Regions from separate parts of the Mus musculus genome. Here region 1 is linked to region 2. The links are chromatin contacts, called in public Hi-C maps. All regions are on one chromosome and are shown on one strand. Each heading gives the region's core, a stretch centred on a gene start, on an enhancer-like site or on the middle of the called end of the contact. The rest is flanking DNA. Distances are from core to core; before and after follow the strand shown.

Region 1 (7,234 bases), core at 1,721-4,220, 260 kb after region 2:
CCAAGTAGGCGGTCACTAGAAACTCTACACACATCATCGTGTTCTGCAAGAATCTGCTTGTACCATCCACTTCTCTAAGCCAAAAGAAAAAAGAAAAAGAAAGAAAGAGAGAGAGAGAGGGAGGGAGGGAGGAGGAAGGAAGGAAGGAAGGAAGGAAGGAAGGAAGGAAGGAAGGAAGGAAGGAAGGAAGGAAGGAAAGAGGAAGGAAGGGAGGCAGGCAGGCAGGCAAGCAGAAAGTTAGTACCACAGTACTGGGGTTCAGTCCTTACTATTTGTCCAAGTGCAGTAGCATAGGCAGCCCCAGTTGCAGGAGGTTGAGACAGGAGGATCATTTGAAGCCAGGAGCTGAGGCCAACCAAATCTCAGAAGTGATTCTGTTTGTGCCAGAGATGGTGTGAATTGGAATCACAGACAGCCCTTGCCTTTTAGGAGTAAATTGGCCCCGTTTTCGTGGGTGGCAGGTGCTGAAGCTTTGCTCTGGCTGGCACTTGGCTGTGGGTGGAGTCACTGCCTACTTCTGCTCCTCCAGGCCCTAGGCCTGCATACGCTGGGTGGAGAGACTATCCAGATGGATGGCTGCATCTTAAGCCATTTGGATTTAAGACAGAAGCAGACACTGAATCACTATCCCCAAAATTTCCAACTATGAAAAGTTATTTCTTTTGGTAATACTTACCCACAATAAGAATTCTGTATAGTGTGCAGTTATTTCATAGTGAAAGTATCTTTCAGCTTTGACAAACTTCTTTTGGGTCCCTAAACACACTTTTTTCAAGCTCAGTGATCGTCCCTCTGAGTGCCACCAAACCCTGCCTACAAATTGCTGAACTTTGCTTTGCATTCGGAATTCTGGAGCAGACTCTGAGGCGAAGACTCACTCATTTGTCCACTACCTGGAGAGGGAGCTAGGCAAGCTGCCTCCGTATAAGCGGACCACACATCCTGACGCGCAGAAGTGCAGGTCACAGTTTTCGTCCTGCCATAATCATTTTTGAACCAACTACATCTGCACATTTTTAGACACATCTTTCCATGTACACAAACCCCAAATGTCTGTATCCTTTTCAAAGACTCAAACACCTGAGCTATTGAGACTGAAATATTTTCCTTCTGCCGATTTCCCCAGCAAAGATTCCAGCTGCAAAGAGGTCCATGAAAGACATTAAAATCACGTAGGATTCTAATCACAAGTGCCAGTATCTAGTCAAAGTTGGGACTCATTCCCAACTTTGTGACACGGCTGAGTTGGGCCTAAACAAATTTATTCATATGTTTGTTTGTTTGTTTGTTTGTTTGAGATAGAGTCTTACAGTCCAAGCTGCCTCCAGACTTGTCTCAGCTTCTTGAGTGCTGAGAATACAGGCATCAGCTACCAGATTTATTGGTTTATCTGAGTGTTAGATTCCCTGAGACTGGAGGTCCTGGTGGATGTGAGCTGCCTGGTCCAGATGGATGCTGGGAACTGACCCTGGATGTGCTAGAAGAGCAGAAAGTGCTTAGTCACTGAGCCTCCTCGCTAGCCTCTACTTAATCTTCTGCAGCTTGGTCCTCACATTGCTGTGGTCTGTGTTGCCTTTTCCTGACGTGGCTTGGTAGTTAGCTGCCTTTTCTTCAGCAACCTGCTCTTCTGTGTGAAGACCTTGAAGGTTCAAGGCACTTCAGGCCAAGCCTGAAAAGAGACGAATGTAACATGGCTTGAAATAATCATTTGGAAACAGCAGAGGTGTGGAGGCTCAGGTGGGACCATAGCGTGAGTTCTAGATGCTCAGGGCGTGGGGTCGAAAGCCCCAATGCTGCTCTGATAATTATACATATAGCACAGGCATGCGGCTCTCTTGATGAAAATGGATGTTAACCGCAGAGCCCTTGCTCACGGCGAAGGCTTGCCCATGATTTACTATGCATTTGATTTATCTGCTGACAGAACCATCACATTGCTTGGCCAAGCTTTTTTACATCAGAGACGCCTCCTGGTGGTATTGGCTTACCAGTGGGAGATATGAGCTACTCATAGACACTACTAGAGTGGGTATCCTATTCACACATGACTTCTTTAGGTTTTTGAGACAGGTTTTCTCTGTGTAGGCCTGGCTGTTCTGAAACTTACTCTGTAGACTGGTCTGGCCTTGAACTCAGAGATCCGCCTACCTCTACTTCCCAAGTGCTAGGATTAAAGTCCTTACCACCAAGACAGGACTTATCTGAAATTATGTGTGGCTCAGCCCGCATGGATATTTAGAGCATACGTATATTGTGCTGGTGTCAGCTTAGAAACCTATGCATTGAAATACACACAATAATAGCACACAGGCGACACTTGTATATGGGAGGGAGAAAAGGATACATTTAACAGTGCTAGTCCTTATCCAGGCTCACTCTGTTGTCTTGCTAACATAGCTTCAAATGAAGGCCAGGATTCTTCCTACTGACCAGTGAGTCCTTTAGGGCTTGTAAGAGAAAAACTGAAATGTAAAGAAGTTATTGGGCCTTTCGAATGGAGAGGGGCTTCTGAGAGGCCTCCCGGGGTGAAAAGACATTGTTGGAACCAGAACTGTGAACTTGCTGCATTCCCACAGCTGTGGACAAAACAGGAACTAGGAACCCCAATGCGACCCCCACTACCACCCCCGCAGAGCGCATTTTCTGGGAAGGTCGAATCAGTCTCCCTGGGACCCACCACATGCTGCGGGCGTGAAGAGTTTGTAGGAGAAGAAGGAAAATCAAAAGAAAACACGATGAGTTTGCCAATGTCTGGGATACCCAGAGTTGGCTTTGCCGGTAATGGCCTCAAATTAAATTCCTCTCCGTCTTGCTCCTCTGCCACTCTGCCCAGGCTCACTTTAGAAACCAAGAGGCAGAGAACAAAGCAGGCAAGTTTGTTTTTCCAGAACAAATGGGGCAGTTTGGGGTCCTGGTGGAAGCAGCGCTGACAGCTGGCTCCGTGTTGGGACACTAAGGGTTTTAACACGGTTCATTCAAGACTGTTTAGTCTGGGGGCGGAGGATTCATTTATCAGCGCCAGTGTCATCGAGGCAGTTCTGATTCCCAATGATTTGTCATCTGTATGTGCCTGCCACAAACGAAATAGAACTGAGCAGTTACTGCAGGGTCACTTAAAAGCCAGTCCCCTTTCATTTATGCTCCTTAATGGAATTAGCAGTGAGGGACGGGGCAGGGGTGGGGGAGGGGGGAGGTGATGATGGGGGACCGGACTGACGGACACCTAGCTACTGCTAGGGTGCTTTGTAAATAACAACTGGCTCAGCATCGCCAACTGCTTCCCGCTGGCTCTTGCAGAACTGGCAGTGCATCGAGGACACATCCGGCAAGCTCCGAATCCACAAGTGTAAGGGACCCAGCGACCTGCTCACGGTCCGTCAGAATGCACGCAACCTCTACTCTCGCGGATTGCATGACAAAGACAAAGAGTGCCATTGTAGGGACTCTGGCTATCGCTCGAGCAGAAGCCAGAGAAAGAATCAAAGGCAGTTCCTGAGGAACAAGGGAACACCAAGTAAGCTCAACCTTGTGACCCCCCCCAGCCCCCCCCCACACCCCACACACATACAGCGGCAGGAGGATCCCTTTTCAAGACAACCTCCCCCGTGATTCACACACAAATGAGATGTTCTCGGTGCCTAGATTTCAGGATAAAAGCAAAAATCATTGCTCAGTTTAAAGTAAGATAGCAAAGATCAGCTAGAAATTTTACTTTGCGAGCATTTTCACTTAGTATAGAATAAAAATCCACTTAGTAACTTCCTAGGGACCAGGGCATCCACACACGCAGCGGGTGTCCCTCGGGACCAGTGGGGGAGGGTTAGAGCCATCTGACTTTACCTTCATGGTAATGCTCTAATATGCCTGCCTTAACTTGATTTAAAAGTTAAATTTTAGGTATCAATCAGTTCATGTGTGTTTAACCTTAGAGGAAAGACATGAGCAGTTTTTAAACGCATATTTTTCATGTTTTAGACTGTATCTTTAAATGTTGTCAGACGCTTGTATCTTGTTGAGTGGCAGTATCAAATTAGTTGAACTCAGTACAGCATATCCTTACTGCCTACAGGTTTTTTGTTTCTTTTTTTTTTTTTTAGTAAAAACTCTCAGGTAACTGATTGATACAGACTACAGAAAACAGGAGGAACATCTACTGAAGAATGATAGTCTACTGCCACCTCGTGGCATATTAGAGAAGTGGCTCAAATCTGTGCACATTCTATGTCTGGAAACAAATAAGTTCTGTTTAATTGGACACAAAACACTTAAGAGACTCAGAGTTCCTTAAAGCGACATTTTTGTGCTGAACAGAATAGACTAGAGGGCCATGAATTCCTTATCTAGGTGGACTGGTCTTCACTGGTTCTTAAAGTGGTTTATAGCCAGTACACAGAGTTACGGGATTGTCTTTCCTCCTGGAAGGAAATTTCACACTTAAACCTCATAAGAAAAATCACAGCTAGAATTAATAAGGTTACAAGGCCCCCTGATACAAGCATCCCACTTAGCAGCAGGAACACTGTCCCCTGCCAGAAAGTTTTCAAACTGCATCCTACAACAGGAGCAGGTTTCCTCTTTTCCTGAGGTGATAGTGGTGCAAGTCGTCGTCTGTCATGGCAGCCACTACTGCACCTGGAAAGTAAGGGGTCCTATAGGGACCAAGCTCCCCTGTAGGAAGGCTGACAGTTGCGATTCCCTCGTCTCTGTGACTCTTCTTCGTGACTTAGGAAGCTGAAGACAAGATTCCAGAGAAGTGTGCTTGGCAAAGCCCAAGCATGAAAGCCGAGGTCAGAGCTTGTACAATAACACCCTTAGCCAGGACCCAGCGGACATCAGGCAGCATCCCATAGTAGTGCACTGCAGGTGCGCAGCGGCCTTACTCTTAATATCAAGTGTTCAAAATGTTACATGGCTGATGCAAACATTCACAAATTTAGTCGTTTTAGAGCGCTGCCCTGTACTTGTGTAAATGTGCGGTGTTGAGAGGGGTCGTCTCTTTTAAAAAGCAGCTCAAGGCAGTGGTGAGGCAGTGCGTTCAGGCTCCAGGACCCAGCGTGTTCAGGCTCTAGGACCTAGGGAAAGCCCAGCAAAACCCAGTGCTTCAGTTCCCTCATGCAGAAAGAATAATAGAACCAATTCATGTTTGATAGCTCATAAGTTTTTTTTTTTTCAGTGTAAGGACCATTATGGCAATACTTTCATTTCAAGATTATGGATTCAAGATAGATAAGCAGTATACAAAGGACAGCTGAAGCTAATAACAAGCAGGGGCTATATAGTTCTATACTGACTACCTTAGCCATTCATGTAGAAAACTAAGTGTGGCAGCTTTTAGCCTGTTAGCACCCTTGACAGGACCCAACCAGGACAAGAGCATGCTTTTTGCTGCTGTGATTTCAGGAGCTACCCAGGACAAAGATGCCCCAAGGCTACTCAGCCTGCACTTTGTGTTCCTCTCTAACATTCCACGATGACCGGTGATACCATTCTCCTTCCCACCCACATCTGTTCATCCGTGGTAATGACTTTTCCTCTCATTCCAGAGTATAAGCCCAGATTTGTGCACACCCGGCAGACTCGGTCCCTGTCTGTTGAATTCGAAGGTGAAATATATGACATCAACCTGGAAGAAGAAGAACTGCAAGTGTTACCACCAAGGAGCATTGCCAAGCGCCATGATGAGGGTCACCAGGGCTTCATTGGCCACCAGGCTGCTGCTGGTGACATCAGGAATGAGATGTTGGCAGACAGCAACAATGCTGTGGGGTTACCCGCCACTGTCCGGGTGACACACAAGTGAGTCTCCTCATGTAGTTCCCAGGCTGGAGGACAACATTACCTCACGCCCCATACAATCACCATTGCACTTTGCAAAAAGAAATAGCGTTGCTCAGTAATGCAGTGTCCAAAGGCTTACAGGCACAACAAGGGACACAAGGAAGCAGGAGGAGTTAGAACCACCAGTGACCTGGACATGTGCTTTGGGTTCTGTTTCATTAGCTGGGAACCAGGCAGAGCAATCCTGTCATATCACAACTAAGCAGGCATGGGTGGAACCTCCACCCACAAGTCTGGGGACTTCTGGGGACTCTTCCATTCTCCGTGGTCCTCCAGACTTAGAGCATTACAGAAGTTGGCTCAGAGATGAAGAACACTGGCTGCTCTTCTAGAAGAGCCAGGTTTGGTTACGAGCACTCACATAGAGGTTCACAACTGTCTGCAACCCATGTCAGGGGCTACAACTCCCACGTCTGAATTCCACAGATGCCACATGCACCTGATGCAATACCCATGCACACAAGTAAAAATAAATAAGCAAACAAATACGCCCTGGAATCTGGAGGTGATCCCAGCGCTGTTTAAACTAGGCATCATGGAGTGCACCTATGTTCCCAGCCCCCGATGTTCAGCAGGATCTCCAGTTCAGGTCCTGCTTGGGATAAATGGGGGAAAAAAATGGAGAATCTGAAGGTCTAGTGCAGCAGTGTAAAGCGCTTGTCTAGCCAGAGGCTTGTCTAGATAGAGCCCCCGCACAGCCAAACAGAAGGGAAGCATCAGAGTGTCCGTGCGCTGTTTGAGGTTTTTCTTTCTGTAAAGCAAAATGATGGAGTGATGTGTTTCTGCCCAGAAGCCATTTTGAATTGTGACTTTGAAAATCCATACACATGTATCCACACGTGGAAATGCACTCTTAATCTTTTGTGTGTGCACTTGCTGACACTTTAAGAGTTTAATTTGGGGAATGGATCCTGTTCAAGGGAGGATAAATGTGGAAAAGTGTGGCAAGGTGTTCTTGGTGATAATCTTGTCACAAAGCAGTGACCCTGTCCCTTGTCCAGCCAGCGGCCAGGACCCATTCTCATTTATCCTTGTGAGGGGATCAGCTCTCAGATCAGTGTTTTTATCTACAAGACAAGGGCGAAGGGTAGAGTGCTCTCTGCTCTCTCTGGTGTCTGTCTGTGGTTTTTCTGTTGATAGTGAGCCTGTTTCCCGGGGCCTCCTTGCTTTTGCAGGTGCTTTATTCTTCCAAACGACACAATCCACTGTGAGAGGGAGCTGTACCAGTCAGCCAGAGCGTGGAAGGACCATAAGGCCTACATTGATAAAGAGGTCAGCCTTGGGGCTGGGTAGAGCGTAGTTATACAGAGCTTGGTTGTCCATCCCCGCACAAACATACAAACAAACACAGCAATCCACAGGGCTGTGTGCTCGGCTCCTTAGCCCTGCTGTGACT
Region 2 (7,056 bases), core at 856-3,355:
CATATACAAACACACATGGGGAAATAGCTGAAATTTAAAGAAAGGAAAAATCAGAGCTCTTCTCATGTTTCTGAGGGTTTTCATAGTGAAAGAATGCAGCATTTATCAGACGAATGTTCTGTATCTATTGAGATAACCAAATGTTTAGTGGTTTTACTGTGTGTTTATGGAATTACATAGGAGTTTTAAATGTTAAGCATCTTCATTTTCCTAGCAAACCTGTTGTGATTATATGCATTATGGTATATAGATATCTCACATGCATGCTCACAAAGAAAAATACACATATATGTATCTACATCACAATATTCATTTCCTGTGATATTCCTAAGTGGTTTTTTTTCTTATTTATTATTTTACTTGTATGGGTACTTTGCCTTCATGTATGTCTATGCACCAGGTACATACAATGCCTGCAGAAGGCAGAAGAAGGCATTGAGTTGCCTGTAACTGAAAGTTACAAATACATCTGGGCCTCGCAATGGATGCTGGGAATCAAACTTAAGTCCCCTGAAAGATCAACAATGCTCTGAACTGCTGAGCAATTGCTCCAGCATTTTCTAGCTCATAAAATGAGATGAGAAGAACTTTATCTAAATAGTATTTACTATTACCTGGAGCATGCTATAATATACAGGAACTGTTATATAAATAATATATATGTCATATATATGTATGCACACATATATACACATATACATATATACATATATGTATATACATACACATCATATATACACATATACATATATACATGTATGTATATACATGCACATCATATATGCACATATATGTATGTACATATATACATATATGCACACATACACTTATACATATATATATGCAAACATATATATATAACATATAAACACATATAATACATATATACAAAATGTAACATATGTTATATATACACGTATACGACAGATAATATAGTGTATGTGTGCACATGTGTGCATGCATAAGCATGAGATTATATGCAACTGTGTATGTATGTATCTATCTGTACTTCTGTGTGGAGATCTCAGTTTCCCCTCAAATGTCTTCGTCAATCACTCTCCACCTTACTTTTTAAGGTAAAATCTCTCCCTGAAGCTAAGCTTGGAAATTTGATGACATTAGTAACCTCTAGGCCCCAGGAATCTCCCCATTGCCTCCTCCTGATAGGAAGTGTCACTATGGCCAGCCTTTTAACACAGGTGTTGGTACTTTAATTCAGATCTAATGTTTGGGCAAAAAGCTTGTTGTTACCTGAGCCATTTCTGTAGCCTCTATGATATTTTTAACTCACAAGTCATGTGTTTACTGGTTTGCTTTTTTTAAGTTCAATATTTAGCAAGCTATTCTCCCTAGAAATTTTCCACTGCATTTAGGTTTTTTAATTATTGCATATCTGATGTTTTACTTCATTACAGTAAAATTATAATATTTTCATTTCTGTACAATTTTTAAATTAATAAATAGGAGCTAGGTGTTAAGGCAGAATTGCCATGAATTCAGTGCCAGTCTCAGATCCATGACAAATAGCAATCCAGCCTGGATTACAGATGAGACCCTGTCTGCAAAAGAAAAACAAATAAATAAATTGTACACAGTTATTACATAGAAAGTGAATATGATGCTTTTATATGTAAATCTAGTTAGACAGATATATAGACAGGCAGGCAGGCAGGTAGACAGATAAACATGGTTAAGTTTTCAAATGTGTAAAATATTTTTGATCCTATGAAAATATCATTATTCTCCTACTTATAAGCATATACATTTGAATTTTCCAAGATTATGACCCTTATTGACACATAACCTAGCTCCATAACTCTGCTCCCTTTGTCTCCCCATGGCAGAGACTCATAGGATTCAGTGAGCAAGCAAAAGAAAAGAGAGAAACCTCCAGGGTATACACGGTCTGAGTGCACTCTTCGTCATGAGGATCAAAATCGCCAAGAGTCCATGTCGCTTTAAGGAAAGATCAGCTCTCTGTAGAGGGTTGTTTCATCACTTTTTATTTCATCCTTTGAGTGACTTAATATCCCCAAAACAAATCTTGCCGCGCTGTGCTCAGAAAGTTTTCTTTCTTTCCTGAAATTTGAACCTTTCTAACCACGTAACAGTTGCTAAGCAATTTGGAATGGAGATTAGCATAGATCTGGGCAGCACAAGCAGTCCTTTGTGAGCAATAAACAGTCTACTTTTCATTTAAAAAAATTAATATCCATGTCTGTGATGCTCACTAAGACTGTTTTGAAAATAAGCTAGATCTAATCCTCTTCTTTTTAATTTCTTGGAGACTGGCACCACTTGATCTGATTATGTAATGTTAAAATTGTAAGTTTTATGAGCTGCGCACACAGCCTGGCAGTATTAAAGCATCCAGCAATTAATAAAGTACCCCTGACTCTGTCCCTTTTTAAATTTTTTTTATTTGTTTGTGTATAGGGGGCTGTTGGTATCAGCTCAGAGGACAATTTTCAGAAGGTCCAGGATCCAATCCAGGTTGTCAGTTTGACAGCAAGGACATTTCTCACCTGCAGGACCATGTCACCCAAGCTTCTACCTGTTGAAGGAGGTTCCAAGGTCAGGTAGACCAGGAAACCTTGAAGTAGAAATTAAGTTCTGTTACCTGAGACTTTTGAAAGTCAGTCTAATTGGTTTGTTTTCTTATAAATCAGCTCCCTGTTTGTTTCACAGAACCTTATACTTCCCACCAAGAATCTTCAGTTAAGACCAGGATTACCAGTCCCAGGAAAGCTTTCTCTAGACCATCATGTTCACTGTATACAAATCTACAGGATGGGTTCTCGGGCTCAAATTTACCAAAGGAAAGTTCCTGATGACCTCAGCTCCATGTCTAGGAGTGGAACAAGGTGAACAGCCTCCAGTGTCTTTCCCGGGATTACCTGCCTAGCATTCCATGAATTCCTCTCACGGCACTCACCCTGTGAATTCTCAAGCTTACCACAGTTTTCCACCTTAGCAACAAGCTTTTCTCTTTAGAAATATTTCTAGGCCTGGCCTAGCATAACCCCCCCCCCCCCCCCGGACACATCACTTGAGCTGTGGAACTTCAGTAACCACCAAGAAAAACTCATTCCTTCTAAGATGCAGACTGAGAGCTAAGAACACAGAGGGAAAAAAGGATTATTCCAAAGTGAGTTGCTAAAGACACCGTGGCTAGTATTTCACACGAACGCATACTGACATCACTGGAGTAGGTATAGATACTAAAATACCACACTTGGACAGTTGAGATCCTGCGACCAGTAATGGCTCTTCGTGCCTGTACTGACTACATTTTGTCAACATGACAAACCTAGTCATGCCAGGGGAAGGGAACCATAAATTGAGGACTTCCCCCCATCTGACTGGTGTATGGGCGTGTCTGTAGAGCATTTTATACATTACTATTAATTGATGTAGGTGAGTGGGACCATTGTGGGTGGTGGCAAGCCTGGGTAGCAAGGCACCTGGCTTGTCTATGAAAGATAGCTGAGCAAGCCAGGGGAAGCAAACCAGTATTTCTTCTTGGTTTCTGTTTACAACTCTTGCCTGGTGCTCCCGCTTTGGTTTCCCTCCTTGACAGCCTGTAAAGTGTGGGGTGTCATGACATAGAACCTTCTCTCCCCAGGTTGGTTTTTCCCAGAGTTTTATCACAGCAACAGAAAGACAAACTGGAACATGGAACAAGCCTGGCAACCTGAGTTTGATTCCCAGAACCCACAAAGGTAGAAGGAGAGAACTGACTCCACAAAGCTGTTACGTGGCCTCCACATATATGCACAAACACATGCACACACCATGTAAAACAGGCCTGCATGCAATGATTGATTAATTAGTAACCTTAAAATAAGTATCTTTTCAAACTTTGGGATTAAGCAGCTCAGCAGGATTTATGGAGCATAGGTTCTATAGATGACACTGGCCAGTTCTTGGGAAGAATATAAAATTCATATCCCAATAAGCTCATCACCTATTAAAGTGGTATAAGATATTCTATAATCACATTTTAAAGTACAGTGTGAGATTAGGAAGATATCTTAGAAGTGAGGTACCTTGCAAAGGCCCTGAATTTGACCCTCATTCTCTAGTAATTAATTAGAATTATTCTGGAGTCTACCACAAACTTACAACAAGAAAATGACATATACTTCTATACACTTTACAGCTCCTAGATTGTTGGGAGTTATTAAGACAACACAATTGTCCTGATTTCTGAATTGGGCCTCTCCCCCCAAGAAGAAAAGGGGGGGTCAAAAGCAGGTCACCGACATACCGCTCTGAGAACAACCACAGATTGTTCCAGCCCTAAGTCAGTGCCGGATGTCCTGACCACACCCTAATACCACCAAGTTCCTGCTTTCCTGTGTAGTCGCCCAAAGAGAAATTTCTGCTGCCCCATCCCTCCTGCTGAGAAGTACTTCCTCTTTTTCCTATCCCCATCACTCCTACTGAGAAGTGCTTCCTCCTTTGCTGTGTATTTCCACTGCCCCATTTCTCCTGCTGAGAAGTACTTCACCTTTTGTTTGTGCATTTAAGCCTTGAGCCTTGCTAATACAGTGACACCTTGATGCTAATCAGACTGTTTACATGTCGTTTCTCACACTTGGTATCCATCTAAGAACCCCATTTGGTTCTTAGGAGAAGGTCCCCTCGAGACCCTCAAATAACTGGACCTGCTGGACGGGTCACTAGATTTCAAACTTCCACCTTGAGGGAGAAGAGGGGATTAAATTGCTCCTAAAATAAATCACAAGCAAATGAAGTCATAGTAGCATCAGTGACCAGCTAACAGCCAAGGAGCAATATACAGGATCTTTCAGAAGGAACGGTGACCACAGGCTGGTCGGGCCACTGCTAAACATAGTATGATACCACTTGTTCAAACACACAAGTAAGGGATGCTAAAGCATGATTCTTTCACCTTTCTTCCACATTCTCTATTTTGACTAATAGTAGTGTGAAGTTGTTGTTGTTGTTGTTTAGAGACATAGTCTCATTATGTAGCCTTGAATTATGTAGCCTTGACTGACCTAGCACTCACTAGGTAGACCAGGCTGGCCTCAAACCCACGGAGATCTACCTACCTCTGACTCCCACATGAATGGATTAAAGGTGTCCAACACCACAACAGGTTGACAATGGAATGTCTACTTCTTAATAATGTTCTAGAGGCGTTTTCCTGAGGATCTAAATTAATTCACCAAATCCAGATGTTTACAAAGTGCTTTTGCATTCCTTTCATGGGAGGCAGAAGCAGGGAGGTAACTAGCTCCTGACTGTCTAGCTTAATGAGTTTGATGAGCTTCAGAACAATGAGAGACCCTACCTCAAAACAAATAAAAAGGATTTCAATTTTCTAGTTGTTTTTATGTTTGGATTAATGTCCCTAGTTTCAATTAGAAGTATAAGAATTGATTTTGTCTATTTATATTTGTCTTTCTGGAAACAAAAAAGTATGAAGTGCACTTTCCAATACCCTTTTCAAAGGGGAACACTTTGTCTTAATGCTTCTTATCATAAAAGAATGTAGGGTTTGTCAAATATCTTTACATTGCTCTTTGAGGAAACTGTAAGTGTTTGTCATTTATTAGATACCATGATTACATTATACTATGTTTTTTCTGATATTAAATAAACCTCCAATTCAAAAAAAATAATGTTCTAGAGGATATCATTATCATAGAAAAGTTAAACTCTAAAATAATTACCAAGTTTATATTGTACAATGCCAAAAAACCCCAAGTAAAATATTTGAGCTCATGATCAGTCTCACTAAAAATTACCCAATTGGCAAATTTATAATTTGTTCAGAGCAGTAAAAATAGGCCATAGTCATTTTAATGGACAGGTGATGGATGCATCCATGCAATACCTAAGATATTCTCTCTACATTTTTTCCTAAACCATTATAAGAATTTTAATTTTTCCCACTAGAATTATCAGTATGTTAGGAATGAGCCTTTACACAGGTTTCATTATAATGAAAACTGGTCCTTTTTAAGTTTTTTACCAAACTTCTAATTGCAGCAGTGTTGTTTGAGAAGAAAAAGGAGAGAAAGAAGTATAAATGGGAGGGGAGGAGAGGGAATGGGATAGGGAAGGAAGGGGAGGGGAGAGGAAGGGATGAGATGGAAGGGGAGGGGGCACTAAAACACTCAGAATTAAGAAGAAAAAAATATTAAATCAAGTGTTGTATAATCACGTAATGAATGAATTACCAAACAGCCATTCCCCAAAACAACAAACAGAGACCATGATTATATGGTTTGCATTATTTTTATGAAATACAAGTAGATCCACCATCCAGCCATCTCTGTGCATATGTATATAGGCTAAGGACATGTATATGTATATAACTAAAATGACAACTGCGTTTAACTCTAGGATGCAAAATTTATTATAACTGTTTCTTTTTTGCTTTTCCTGTTTCTATTTAACTAAATACCACACACACACACACATATGGAGAGAGAGAGAGATTTGGAATACAATAGTGTAAGTTACAAGATTTTTATTTAAAGATTACTTGAATTCACAGATTTGTTAGCCACAAATATGTATACTTGCTTTCTCCACCAAAAAAATGGAATGAAGGTTACAGATTCTTTTCTTATTTTTTCCTAGACATAAATAAGGGTATCACGCATTGGCCACAGGTTAAGTATAAATGGTGACCTGTACTGGTACAGGTATTTAGGGTGTAACTCAACTCTATAATATTATTAGGTTATGTGGAGTATTATAACCTATAACTCAAATTAATTTGGATTTTCTGATTCAGTTCTCTGGCAGAAGTCAACTTTAGAGCACAGTAGATAATGCATAGTCAGAGAAATTATGATTTACTTTGAAAAAAGCAGGAAGCACCAGTTCCAGGGTCTTTAACAGGGCTGATTTCAATCAAGGTCTTGCTATTGTTCCCAAAGATGGCCTTATTCTTTCAGAAAAAGATAAATGGTGGCAATTGTCCCTATTAGGATGGAGAATAATAAAAAGGAAAGCACTTCCTGGCTAATTCCCATCTCCATAGAAACCGCTCAGCTCCCCACGCCTCTTGTC

Evidence for each region. Hi-C and Micro-C count contacts between places; a contact is called where the count stands out from the background.
Region 1: a contact with region 2 is called in a Hi-C map of muscle stem cells, with 4 times the contacts expected there. The contact joins two enhancer-like sites. A contact is called at or near these places in 11 of 484 Hi-C or Micro-C datasets (the MNK3 cell line, embryonic stem cells, muscle stem cells and 2 more), 3 of 115 datasets of contacts at active chromatin or transcription factors (embryonic stem cells and fibro-adipogenic progenitors) and 1 of 9 other capture datasets (embryonic stem cells).

The regions. Positions count from the first base shown.
Region 1 is chr1:12,832,816-12,840,049 of GRCm38.p6, forward strand. Sulf1 (sulfatase 1) reads left to right here. Exons shown (of 22, transcript NM_001198565.1): 13 at 3,298-3,514; 14 at 5,544-5,796; 15 at 7,014-7,110. Among named protein-coding and RNA genes, the nearest start is that of Sulf1, 140 kb to the left of the region's middle. Within about 2 kb of position 2,971, at least 79 of the 459 cell types and tissues checked have an H3K27ac peak or open chromatin away from gene starts, as enhancers often do. A contact at or near this core is called in muscle stem cells, where this site is marked.
Region 2 is chr1:12,570,071-12,577,126 of GRCm38.p6, forward strand. No RefSeq gene overlaps it. Among named protein-coding and RNA genes, the nearest start is that of Gm17644, 94 kb to the right of the region's middle. Within about 2 kb of position 2,106, at least 23 of the 459 cell types and tissues checked have an H3K27ac peak or open chromatin away from gene starts, as enhancers often do. A contact at or near this core is called in muscle stem cells, where this site is marked.